3 separate regions of the Anas platyrhynchos genome follow, and all the other regions are linked to region 1. The links are chromatin contacts, called in public Hi-C maps. All regions are on one chromosome and are shown on one strand. Each heading gives the region's core, a stretch centred on a gene start, on an enhancer-like site or on the middle of the called end of the contact. The rest is flanking DNA. Distances are from core to core; before and after follow the strand shown.

Region 1 (3,102 bases), core at 277-2,776:
TTAAGCACAAGGAGTGACTGGACACATGCATGCAGAAGGTGAGGGTCTGTTCTGTGTGTTCCCTGTTCCAGTTCATTTTGTTCTCTGTGGGACACATTAAGCTAACTCAAAGAAGCCTTTAAAGCCCTCAGTTAGAGAGAGAACCATGATCCAAATCCACCCCTTCAGAGAAGCTGAGCAGAAGCAGGTTAGGATGAAGTTCTCCTTCCAGAGCTAACCCTGGCATTAAAGGCGACATGCCTTCAAAGGAACGGGGCTGTGCAAACGAGGGGAAGCTGCCCAAAGCACTTCGGTGATGAAGCTGATGGGCTGAAATGGTGAGCAGACACACGGTCCAAGATGCTGTAGATGTTGCAGGCAGTTCTTACCTCCTTGCAGATACGAGCTATGTCAGACCCTTACCTTGGGAGGACCGTATGCATGTGGGATTGTCTTTTAAACCATGTCTCTGCTGTACCACGATGCTCTGGCTCTAATGATGTTTGAGACGCTTCAATTGCTATTAGATTGCTGGGGAAAACCTCAGTTGTGGAAGTGCTGGGAGTGACCTACAAGGCATTTTGCCATGAAAAAAGTGGCAGGAGCATAACTTTATCTCAAAAGTGAGTCCCCCTGATGACATCTTGCTAGCGAGAACACAGCTCGGAGGAGGGGTAATCAGCATGAGAGGCGAAATGCTGACCAAGGAAAGCCAAGAAGGGCTGAGATGGAGATCGGCAGTAAGTGCCTACAGCTGAGCCTCTCCCCGTAACACAGCAGAGGTCTTTCTGTCCCCTTGTGCCCCTACAAGCTGACCGGGCAGGTGTTACGTGCAGGGGCAGAGCAGGAATGGCAGCAAGAAGCAGTCTGCGCACAGCAAAGGATACTTGTGGGCGTTCTCCTCCACGGGCCCCTGCCCGGCCACCAGCATGCACCTGCGGTGGAACTGGCTGAAGAGCCGCAGCGGGCTGTGGGACAGGATCACCTGCTCCGGAGACACCTGCGGGGACAGCAGAGGCGAGCCCAGGCTGCCGGGGGGGGGGGGGCCGGCAGGGCCGTGCTGGGGCTCCCCGGGGCTCCCCTCACCTGCAGCCCCAGCGCCTGGGCCAGCTCCCGGGCCTTGGCGGCCCGCAGGCAGTTGCCGGCGTTGGTGAGGAAGACGACGGGCACCCGCAGCCGCCCGCCGGCGCCCGCCAGCCTGCGGAAAGCCTCCCGCGCGGCGGGCAGCACCTGGCTGCCCCGCACCAGCACGCCGTCGATGTCGAAGAGGAAGCCGAAGGCCGGCGGCGGCTGCAAGGCGAGCGGAGGAGCCCGCGGTCAGCGCCCGGCCGCCATTTCCCCAGCCCCAGCGGCCGCCCCCCGAGCCCAGCGCGGGCCCCGCCGCCGCCGCCGCCGCCGCTCCTCACCCGGCCCCCGGCGCTGCACCCCCGGCCGGGCGGCCCCGCAGCGCGCAGCGCCCCGCGCCCGGCCCGCAGGCAGCCCCGCAGCGCCATGCCGGCCCCTGCCTCCTGCTGCCTGGCCCCGCACGGCTCGGCCCGGCTCGGCTCGGGGCAGGGCACGCCGGGGCTCGTAGTTCCCGGACTACAGCTCCCGGCGGGCGCGGGGCTGGGGGGCGGCGCTGAGGGCGGTGTCTTGGCACGCCTGGCAGAGCCGCTGCCCTGCCGCCGCTCGGTTTTTTCCACAGAAACCCACGTCTACTGGGCTCCTGCCTGCAGATTGTACAATCTTCCGAAGCCCCGAGCCTGTTCCTGGCTCTGCTGGTGTGTCCCAGCGGCTCCCTCTTTTTTCCAGCAATGTTTGCTTGCTTTCTGGATAGGCTTAAGGTCTCCCGACTCCTACAACTTCAAGCATCAATTACACAAAGTCCAGAATTATTTGTTTCCCTCACCACGAACGTGGCTGTTAATTAGCTTTGGACCCACCTTCACACCCTTTCTGCAGCGCTGTTAAAGCACTGGCCCCGCAGGGTTACGCATTTTTACAGCTGGTGACACCTCCTCAAGCGCCTTTCCCTTGACTGAATTACCTATCGCGTATTTCACAGCGTTTCCACAACCTGCCCAGCACCCCTACGCTTCCCTACAAGCGCCTGCAGCTCCTCCTCGCCCTGGCAAAGCTTATGCCGGCCATGGAAGCATGACGGAAAGCTCAGCCCCCCTGCAGCACGGGGTTAAAGCCTCTTGCTGAGCACAGCTCCGTGGGGACGCCCCCACCGCCGGCAGGGGTCCCCGCTGCTCCACGGGCCCGCGGCTGGCACAGGGCTCTCGGCACGGGGGGAGCAGGGGGCCCTGCTGGAGGGAGGGCTTGTTCCGCCCTAAAGGGAAAAAAAAAATGGGTTTAGGGAGGATAGCGGGGAAAAGCAGTGAGCTTTTGGAGATCCGGTGCATGGGAGAGTTGGTTTCCCACTCCCTGGCTGGGGGTGAGCTGCTGCCCCTGCTGCTGTTTGGTTTGCAGGCTCTGTTTTCTTCCTGTGAACCAGCAGAAAATGCGGCTGGGGCTGGGGTCAGCGGGGGGATTTGGCACCCACCCAGCCTCCGAGCTCCCCGCGTGGGGTGACTCGTGTGGCGGAGGCCAGGCGGGTGAAGAGGTGCCCCCAGAGAGCGCTTGTGTGTGCCCCAGCTCCCGGGGGGCTGGCAGAGATGCCGTATTTATTTTTACAAGGAAGGCCGCCCAACAGGCCCAAGTGTTTATTTTTAAACTGCCGCGGAGGGAGTTTGCCAGCGGTCGGGCACAGGCTGAGCCTGGCACGCGTGGCAGGGGCTGAGGGCGGCCAAGCACCGCACCCCGCAGCGCCTGCCTGGGCTGCCGAGCCCAGCACTGCCAGCACCAGCAGGCAGCCTTTACCCCGCTTGTCCCTGCACTGAACACCCAGCCATGTAATTTTCCTTCAAGAAAGGAAAATTTCATCGGCAACGCTACTAGGTTTTGCATGTTACATGTGGGCCCTTTGATTTCTTCTACGGGCGCATCTGGAAAGATCTGTGTCCCCTAACAGCCCCAGTGCCCCAGGGACTGGCTGTCTGCCCTTCTCACACCAGTCTGCGGGGGATTTTCTTCCTCTCTCTACCCCGACCTCGGAGTTTCCCCCACCCCCTTTCAGAGCTGGCTTTAAAGACAAGCAAA
Region 2 (3,322 bases), core at 26-2,525, 130 kb after region 1:
AAGTCTGATGTTGCTTAACTGTTTCTCTCTGTAAGGCTCTGTCCTTGATGTTGCTGGGTTTCTTTTGGCAGAATATACCAAGATGGCTTACAACTTGGAGAGGTGTTTCCACCGAGCAATGATGAAGCACTTCCCTGGGGAAGATGGAGACACAGATGAGGAGTTTTGGATCAGAGAAGACGGGAGGCGGGAGAAGAGGAGCCGGCGGGCTGGCCGCTCCAGCGCTGGCAATGTTTGGACTCGGTCACGAGACCCAGAGGGACCAGGCAAGAGGCAGCAGCGCCTGGAAAATGGAGGGAAACCTCCACCATATCGAGCTGCTTCGAGGGCTCCCGCCTCCTCCTCCTCTTCCTCCTCCTCCTCCTTCTCCTCGTCCTCTGCAGAGGATCCAAGTGGCAACCCCATGCAGCCTCCTCGAGAAGTGGGCCCTTCCAATGGGCGAGGTTTCCCCCGCTCGCTGCAGTACGGCGGCATGCCCAGCCCCGTGCCACATCCCGGCCAGATGGTAAGGAGTAGTTTCTGCTGTTCTTCATCGATCCTGCCTGCGGAGGGAGGCGGGGAGGGAAAAGGGAATTGAACTCTCCCCTGTGGAATCCCTACTTTGTGGCAAGGATCTCCTCCCAGAGATTGAGGGTCGGAGCTGTGGTTTCTCAAACTGAAACTTTTCAGCCCTTAAATTTAAACCGATACAGTTCGGCCTTACCCGGTCTTTGTGTAGTTGGCTGAGGAGATAGGACTGGAAATAACACGCTCTGTTAAGAGTAGCTGGGGCTAGAAGAGTAGCTACTTCTGTAACTGGAGGCTGAACTAGATCGCTACCACACTAATTAGGAAAGGTCTAACAACATTTTTTGCAGGCAAGTACCCATGTGTGCTTGGGCAGCCCTGGCTCCCCAGTTTTCTCTCTCTCCCTGGAGAGGTGCCCCATTGTGCACGTAAAGCAGTCACGTTTCCTCTTTCAACCTCCAGTTTATGATGCTGAACGAGCCAGCCTTCTTTTGTCTCAATTGTTTACAGATGCCTGGTAACTTTGTGCCATCTGCATACTACTGCATTCTGTGCCTTGATATTTATAAAAGCAGTAAACAAAACCACACACAAGGCCACCCTGGGCTGCAGCAGTGACCTCCCTTTAGCCTGATGTTTCCTCTCCGAGGGCCACTTGTTCTGCCTCTTCTATGGGCTGTTCCTCACCCATCCTTTACTGTCTTTTCCTTTTTAACCCATGGTGTCTTGTGGTGTAGTGTGACAGCTGCTTTTCTGAGATCCAGGCTATTCCTCACTTTTTTAGCTGGAAATAAAACGTTTTAGAGTGATTCTTGTGACGCAGATAGCAGAAGCCAGTAGGAGAGCTGGAGCCAGCAAGTATTTTGAAAGCAATCCAGCATGGTCCCCTTTGTTCTGCTCACGTGCTCTTGTGGTTTGCTCCAAGGACAGGAATAAACCACCGTCCCCTCCAGTTGTCTTACTTGCTTCCGAATAGCTGGGTGGTAGGTGAGTGTATCACAACCTGAGCTCAGGGATATATGATACTCTTTGGCAGGAGAGCTGTGTCATTTCATAGAAAAGCCTACAGGTTTTTCATGGCATCTCCAAAAAGCCTGTCTGTTCTGTGTGGTTCTTTTGGTCTTGGCTTACCCCCTGCTTGAAGCAGCTCTGCTGCTTTTTTGCATCTCACAAATGTGTTTATTTCTCCTTCCTGCACCCTTCCCCATCCCCCAGAGACCAGCTGTGCCAGGAACGTTCGGTCCCCTGCGCGGATCAGATCCAACAAAACTGTATGGCTCACCGCGAGTGCCAGAGCCCCATCCTGGAGACCCGGTTCAGCAGCACCAGCACTTTGCCATGCAGGTAAATTGTTTCATAACAATAAATCACGGCACCCTGCAGGTCCCCTCTGGTGTGTGGGGGACTCCCTGATGGCCCCTGCGGTGGCATTGCCTCTCAGATCAACCTGCTGGCATGCCAGCATCAGTCTTTTCCCACCTCCCTCTCACTGACACCCCTCTTTCTGCCTCCCCAGCCGGCCGTGGGACTGAGCGAGCACCGTGGGCACAGGCTGGCTGCCCCTGAGAAGCAGGTGTGTGCGGGGCCGACCCACGTCACCGGCCTCGGACCCCGTCCTGGCACCCTGCAGCTGGGGCGTGTCAGTGGCCCCCCTCCGGACGCCGTCTACCCGCCAGCCCAGTTCCAGCAGGGCTTCCTCCCTCCAAGGCACAACGGGCCTCCGGTGAGGCCGCCAGAAGGCTCGGAGATGCCCCCTGGACATATGTACCGGCCCTACAAGTACCTGAACCGTGGGCACCCGGCCCTGTGGAATGGCAGCCACAGCGCCGCCAGCCAGGGTGCCGTGGGGCCGGAGGAGAAGGCACCCATGGGGCCAGCGCCCTCGCTGCAGCCCCGCGCCATCGGCCACATGATGGAGCCCCGGGCCTTACGGCCTCCTCTGCCTCCCAGCCAGTGGACTGAGCAATCAAACTTCCTACCTCACGGGGTGCCTCCCTCAGGGTACATCAGACCACCCGGGAAAGCTGCTGGCCAGAGGATGCCGCAGCCGCCGGCCGCTCTGTTCGGGGGACCGGCTCAGGTTCAGAGAGGGTGCCAGGGTGGGGACTCGATGATGGACAGCCCAGAGATGATCGCCATGCAGCAGCTGTCCTCCCGCGTGTGCCCGCCGGGCGTGCCTTACCACCCTCGCCAGCCACCCCCGCCGCACCTCCCTGGACCCTTTCCCCAGCTGGCTCACGCCGCCTCTGCTGGTGTGCCACCCCCAAAGCCGGTCATGGGCAACGGGAGCTCGCAGGATCAGACCATGGAGCCGGAGAGCAACCAAGGTAACTCCCCGTGGCACTGACCAGAAGCCACCCAGAGGCTTCTCCCCAGTTCTTGCTGCTGCTGGACCTCAGCAGAGGATGCAGCCCCGTGGATCCTTTTCCATGTCTGCACACATCAAGGGTGTGCAAGCAGCCACAGGGAGCGAGGAGCTATGCCCTGCGTTTGTGAGTTCACACGCAGTGGGTGGGTGCTTGTGAGGAGCTGGGGAACACCCCATAGTTTAGCTTTGCTGCTCCAGACTCTTGCGGTCCTGAGCTTAACTGTGTTGCAGATGCACAAAGCCTGCATCTGCAGATGTGGCTTTATTTGGATTTGCACCGCTAGAGAAGTGTGAAAGATGCTCTGACTTTCAGGCTCACTGGGGGCCATTTTAAACACTGGCTGAAGATCAGCAACAAAAGCAGGTTCTATTCTAGAAAATGATTAATTTTTTGTTTAAATAGTTGTGGGACACATAGTTTATACACGTCTTTTTTTTTCTTCAAAT
Region 3 (3,333 bases), core at 620-3,119, 160 kb after region 1:
ATTTAAATCTGGTCTGAATAAAATTGCATGAAGGATTCTATTCATATCTCATATCTCATGTTGAAATGAGACATTTTAAAGAGATAAGAAAGGTGCCAATTTGAGAACTGAGCCAATGCGCTGCCAGCACCATGCCCGCATAAACTAAAAACCAGAAGTGAACAGACAAGCGGAAGATTTTAGGCACATACAGCGGAAGAAGTGAATGACAGTATCTACATCCTCAAAATCAGGTCAACCATTTTTATTTTAACTCCAGTTTGCAACACTTCTAAGCACGAGTCTACCTCCAAGGTCAGTTTCTTATCTTATCCACTTGTCTGATCTGACAGCTGATCAAATCAAGCTTTAGATCTGCTTTTCAGAAAGGACAAGAGGCAGATAAAACATGTAAATAATTTCACCAAATACCCTGGTGTTGAAGGAAACTAAGGACCTTTCTACAGCAACAGTAACCCTTATATTACTGAGCGACTTCCTCCAGTTTATTTTCCAAATGTTGGAAGAGTTCTTTAAAAAGTTTCAGATGTTCAAGAAATGTCCTCTGTATAACAAAGCAGAGTAAGACAGAAGCAAGGCGATATGTCATCCGCTTTGCCATGTCTGTTTAGACCAAACATTGTTATTGCTTTTGTAGTTTGTTGTACTGAAATCTCTTTTTGTTCTTCATAGGAATGAAAAGAGATATTAAGTGAGGCTTCCAGACCTAAAGGTATTAGATGTAACAATTGATTAAACACTGTTGATGAAAGAAAGCAAGTAAAGCAAGGTCTTTAAAAGACATTTAGATGTAGAGCTTAGGGATATGGTTTAGTGGAGGACTTGTTAGTGTTAGGTCAGAGGTTGGACTCGATGATCTTGAGGTCTCTTCCAACCTAGGCAACCCTGTGATTCTGCAAATCCGAGATTGATGAATGGAGATGATTTTTAATGTGAAAATCATTGAAAGCACCATGGTCAGTAGCTAAGATTTCAGAGGATCAGCTGGTAGGTTCACACCAGGGTTTATGCACATGTAGAACTGTGGTGCCATCAGCAGCGTGCCCCTTTCCAGTCAACAGGATCACTGCAGGTTCAACAGTGCAACCCTACAGGCAAACTGCAGGTGCGAAACTCCATCGGCACCGTGTGTTTGGTGTATCCACAGACCCTGAGCTCACCTTTGCGGCTCACACCCACGGCAGCTGGGCAAGCCCCGAGCAGGTCACCTTTATTTTTACAACCTTCAGGGAGAGGGAACAGAGAAAGCCAAGCAGCCAGCTTTGCAAACGAAGCGCACGGGGCGCTCGTTGGCTCTGCCCATGCCTTGCCGGAGCCCAGATCGGGCCGGATCCGTGCGGTCTGCAGCAGCGGCCGGCGGCTCGGTGCCGGCTGTGCGGGGTGCGTGGTGTCACTGAGGGCGCCGTGCCCTCCCCGGGGACGCTCCCAGCGCGGGGGCCGCCGTGCCCGGGGCAGGGGGCTGAGGGACGGCGCCTGGCGGCGGGGCAGGCGGGCGGGGGGGGCGGCGGCGCCTCGATAAAGGCGGCACCTGAGGGGGCGGCAGGGGCGGGGGGGCACCTGCGACCTTACCCCTGGGTGCCCGCCCCACAAAAACCCAAACCCATTCCGTCCGCCGCCCCCTCTCCCCCCGTGTAAACCCTCTCCCCCACCCCCATCTCGCAGCCGAGCCCCTTCCCGCTCCCCACCCCCCCCGCTCCCCACCTGCTTCTGGACGTCGGCATCGCTGAGCGCCATGGCTGCTGCGGGACGCGGGGTGCAGGGTGCGGGGCGCGGAGCCGCTGCGAAGCGAAGCGAAGCGAAGTGGATCCGGTTCGGCTCCCGGCTGCCACCGCCGCCTCGCCCGCTGACGTCACGGGGAGGGAGGGGGAGGGAGGGGGAGGGAGGGGGCGGGCCCCTCATGGCGCTGCGTCACCCCCCCCCTCCCCTCCCTCCCTCCCCTCCCCTCCCCTCCCTCCCTCCCCTCCCTCCCCTCGGCGCGTGACGCGGGCGCGCAGCCGCCCCCCCCCCAAGCCCGCAGCGGACGCGCGCGCCGTGACGCGCGGCCCCGCCCCTCCATCATGGCGGCGGCGGCGGCAAATTAGGGCCGAGCCCTCTCCGCCCGGCGCGGGCGCTCGCCCCCTCCCCTCCCCTCCTCCTCCTCCTCCTCGCCCCCCGCCCCCTCCTCAGGCGGCTCCGGCCCGGCCCGGCCCCGCCCCCTCCGCCGCCGCCGCAGGTGAGCAGGGGCCGGGGTGGGGCGGGCGGGTGGCTTTCCCGGCGGGCGTTTGTTGCTGTGGTTGCCGCCCCCTCCCGCAGCGATTTTGGGGAGGGGAGGGGCGGCCATTACAGGGGGTCGGGGGGGGGAAATGGGGAATAAAATGGGGATCGGGGGCACTGCTGGGCTCGTCCCTCCCAGGCAGGGGCGATCCGTGCCTGTGCTGCTGGGCTGGGAACTTTTCGGCGCGTTGGGCACCCGGGGAAGCCAAAAATCCTGTGAGGCTGCAGCGCCCAGCGCGTACAGCGAGTGGAGGGCTTCTCCCCTCAGGGGTGCAGGAATTAAGGAATTTCTAATTTTTGTATGAAGTAATTAGTAATAATTCTGATTTATTTTTTTTTTAAGAGGCAGTAGATGAATCTGCCAGACCAGCAGTCGCCTCCTTGCCCACATTTTGGAGGCTCCTCACAGTGCCTTGCCTCCCCTGCTCCCCACACCTCCCCGCCCAGCTTTGTCTCACCCTCTTGAGCAGTTCCTGGGCTCTCTTTCCATCTTACCCCACTACTGGGAAGCTCTCCTTCCTCTGGGCTGGTGTTTCAAGCTGTGCGTGTCCCTTTCTAAACCCACTCGTTCCTGAAAAATGGTCTTTTCTGCAATATTTACAGTATCTGAGTCAATATTTGCCTACTTCTGTATGAAAACAAAAACAATCATGCACAATTTAAAGTGAGTAATTTGGTTACTTCGTTGTGGGCTCCTCTCAGAGGAGGATCAGCGGTCCTGAGGTGTATTTCCAGGCTGATGCTTTTAGGAGAAGCTTCAGACAGTTCTTCCATTCGAGTTAAGTCTCTCTTGTCACTTCAGCATAAAAGTACCTCTCCAAATATATTGTGATTACTTCTATTTATTTATTTTTATACACATCTGAAGCTTTTTTCTCCATTCTTTTCCCAGGGAAGCATTAGCCACTATTTAAATAAGTTGTGGTCTGATTCTCACTCCCCCCCAGGTGCTGAGCTAGGCATGCCAAAACTGGCACGAATTAGGCCTCATTGTTGCACAAGGATCACTGTGCTGATACAGAGCCTCATTCTTGTTTTGATAGGCTGTATTTTTTTTCATTTCATTCTGTGTTGATTTGA

What was found. Hi-C and Micro-C count contacts between places; a contact is called where the count stands out from the background.
Region 2: a Hi-C map of skeletal muscle shows a contact between it and region 1, with 2.2 times the contacts expected there. The contact joins the enhancer-like site here to the promoter of HDHD5 in region 1. A contact is called at or near these places in 3 of 8 Hi-C or Micro-C datasets (liver and skeletal muscle).
Region 3: a Hi-C map of skeletal muscle shows a contact between it and region 1, with 2.6 times the contacts expected there. The contact joins the promoter of ATP6V1E1 here to the promoter of HDHD5 in region 1. A contact is called at or near these places in 4 of 8 Hi-C or Micro-C datasets (liver, skeletal muscle and subcutaneous adipose tissue).

Annotation. Positions count from the first base shown.
Region 1 is chr1:65,120,099-65,123,200 of IASCAAS_PekinDuck_T2T, forward strand. It overlaps HDHD5 (haloacid dehalogenase like hydrolase domain containing 5), which reads right to left and starts at 1,527. Exons shown (of 8, transcript XM_038180802.2): 1 at 1,386-1,527; 2 at 1,066-1,269; 3 at 867-979. The coding sequence starts at 1,472.
Region 2 is chr1:65,249,131-65,252,452 of IASCAAS_PekinDuck_T2T, forward strand. CECR2 (CECR2 histone acetyl-lysine reader) reads left to right here. Exons shown (of 19, transcript XM_038185182.2): 14 at 72-505; 15 at 1,723-1,851; 16 at 2,024-2,834. Among named protein-coding and RNA genes, the nearest start is that of ATP6V1E1, 34 kb to the right of the region's middle. Within about 2 kb of position 1,276, at least 3 of the 8 cell types and tissues checked have an H3K27ac peak or open chromatin away from gene starts, as enhancers often do.
Region 3 is chr1:65,282,937-65,286,269 of IASCAAS_PekinDuck_T2T, forward strand. It overlaps ATP6V1E1 (ATPase H+ transporting V1 subunit E1), which reads right to left and starts at 1,870. Exons shown (of 9, transcript XM_027466080.3): 1 at 1,702-1,870. The coding sequence starts at 1,734. BCL2L13 (BCL2 like 13) reads left to right here and starts at 2,047. Exons shown (of 7, transcript XM_038186595.2): 1 at 2,047-2,212.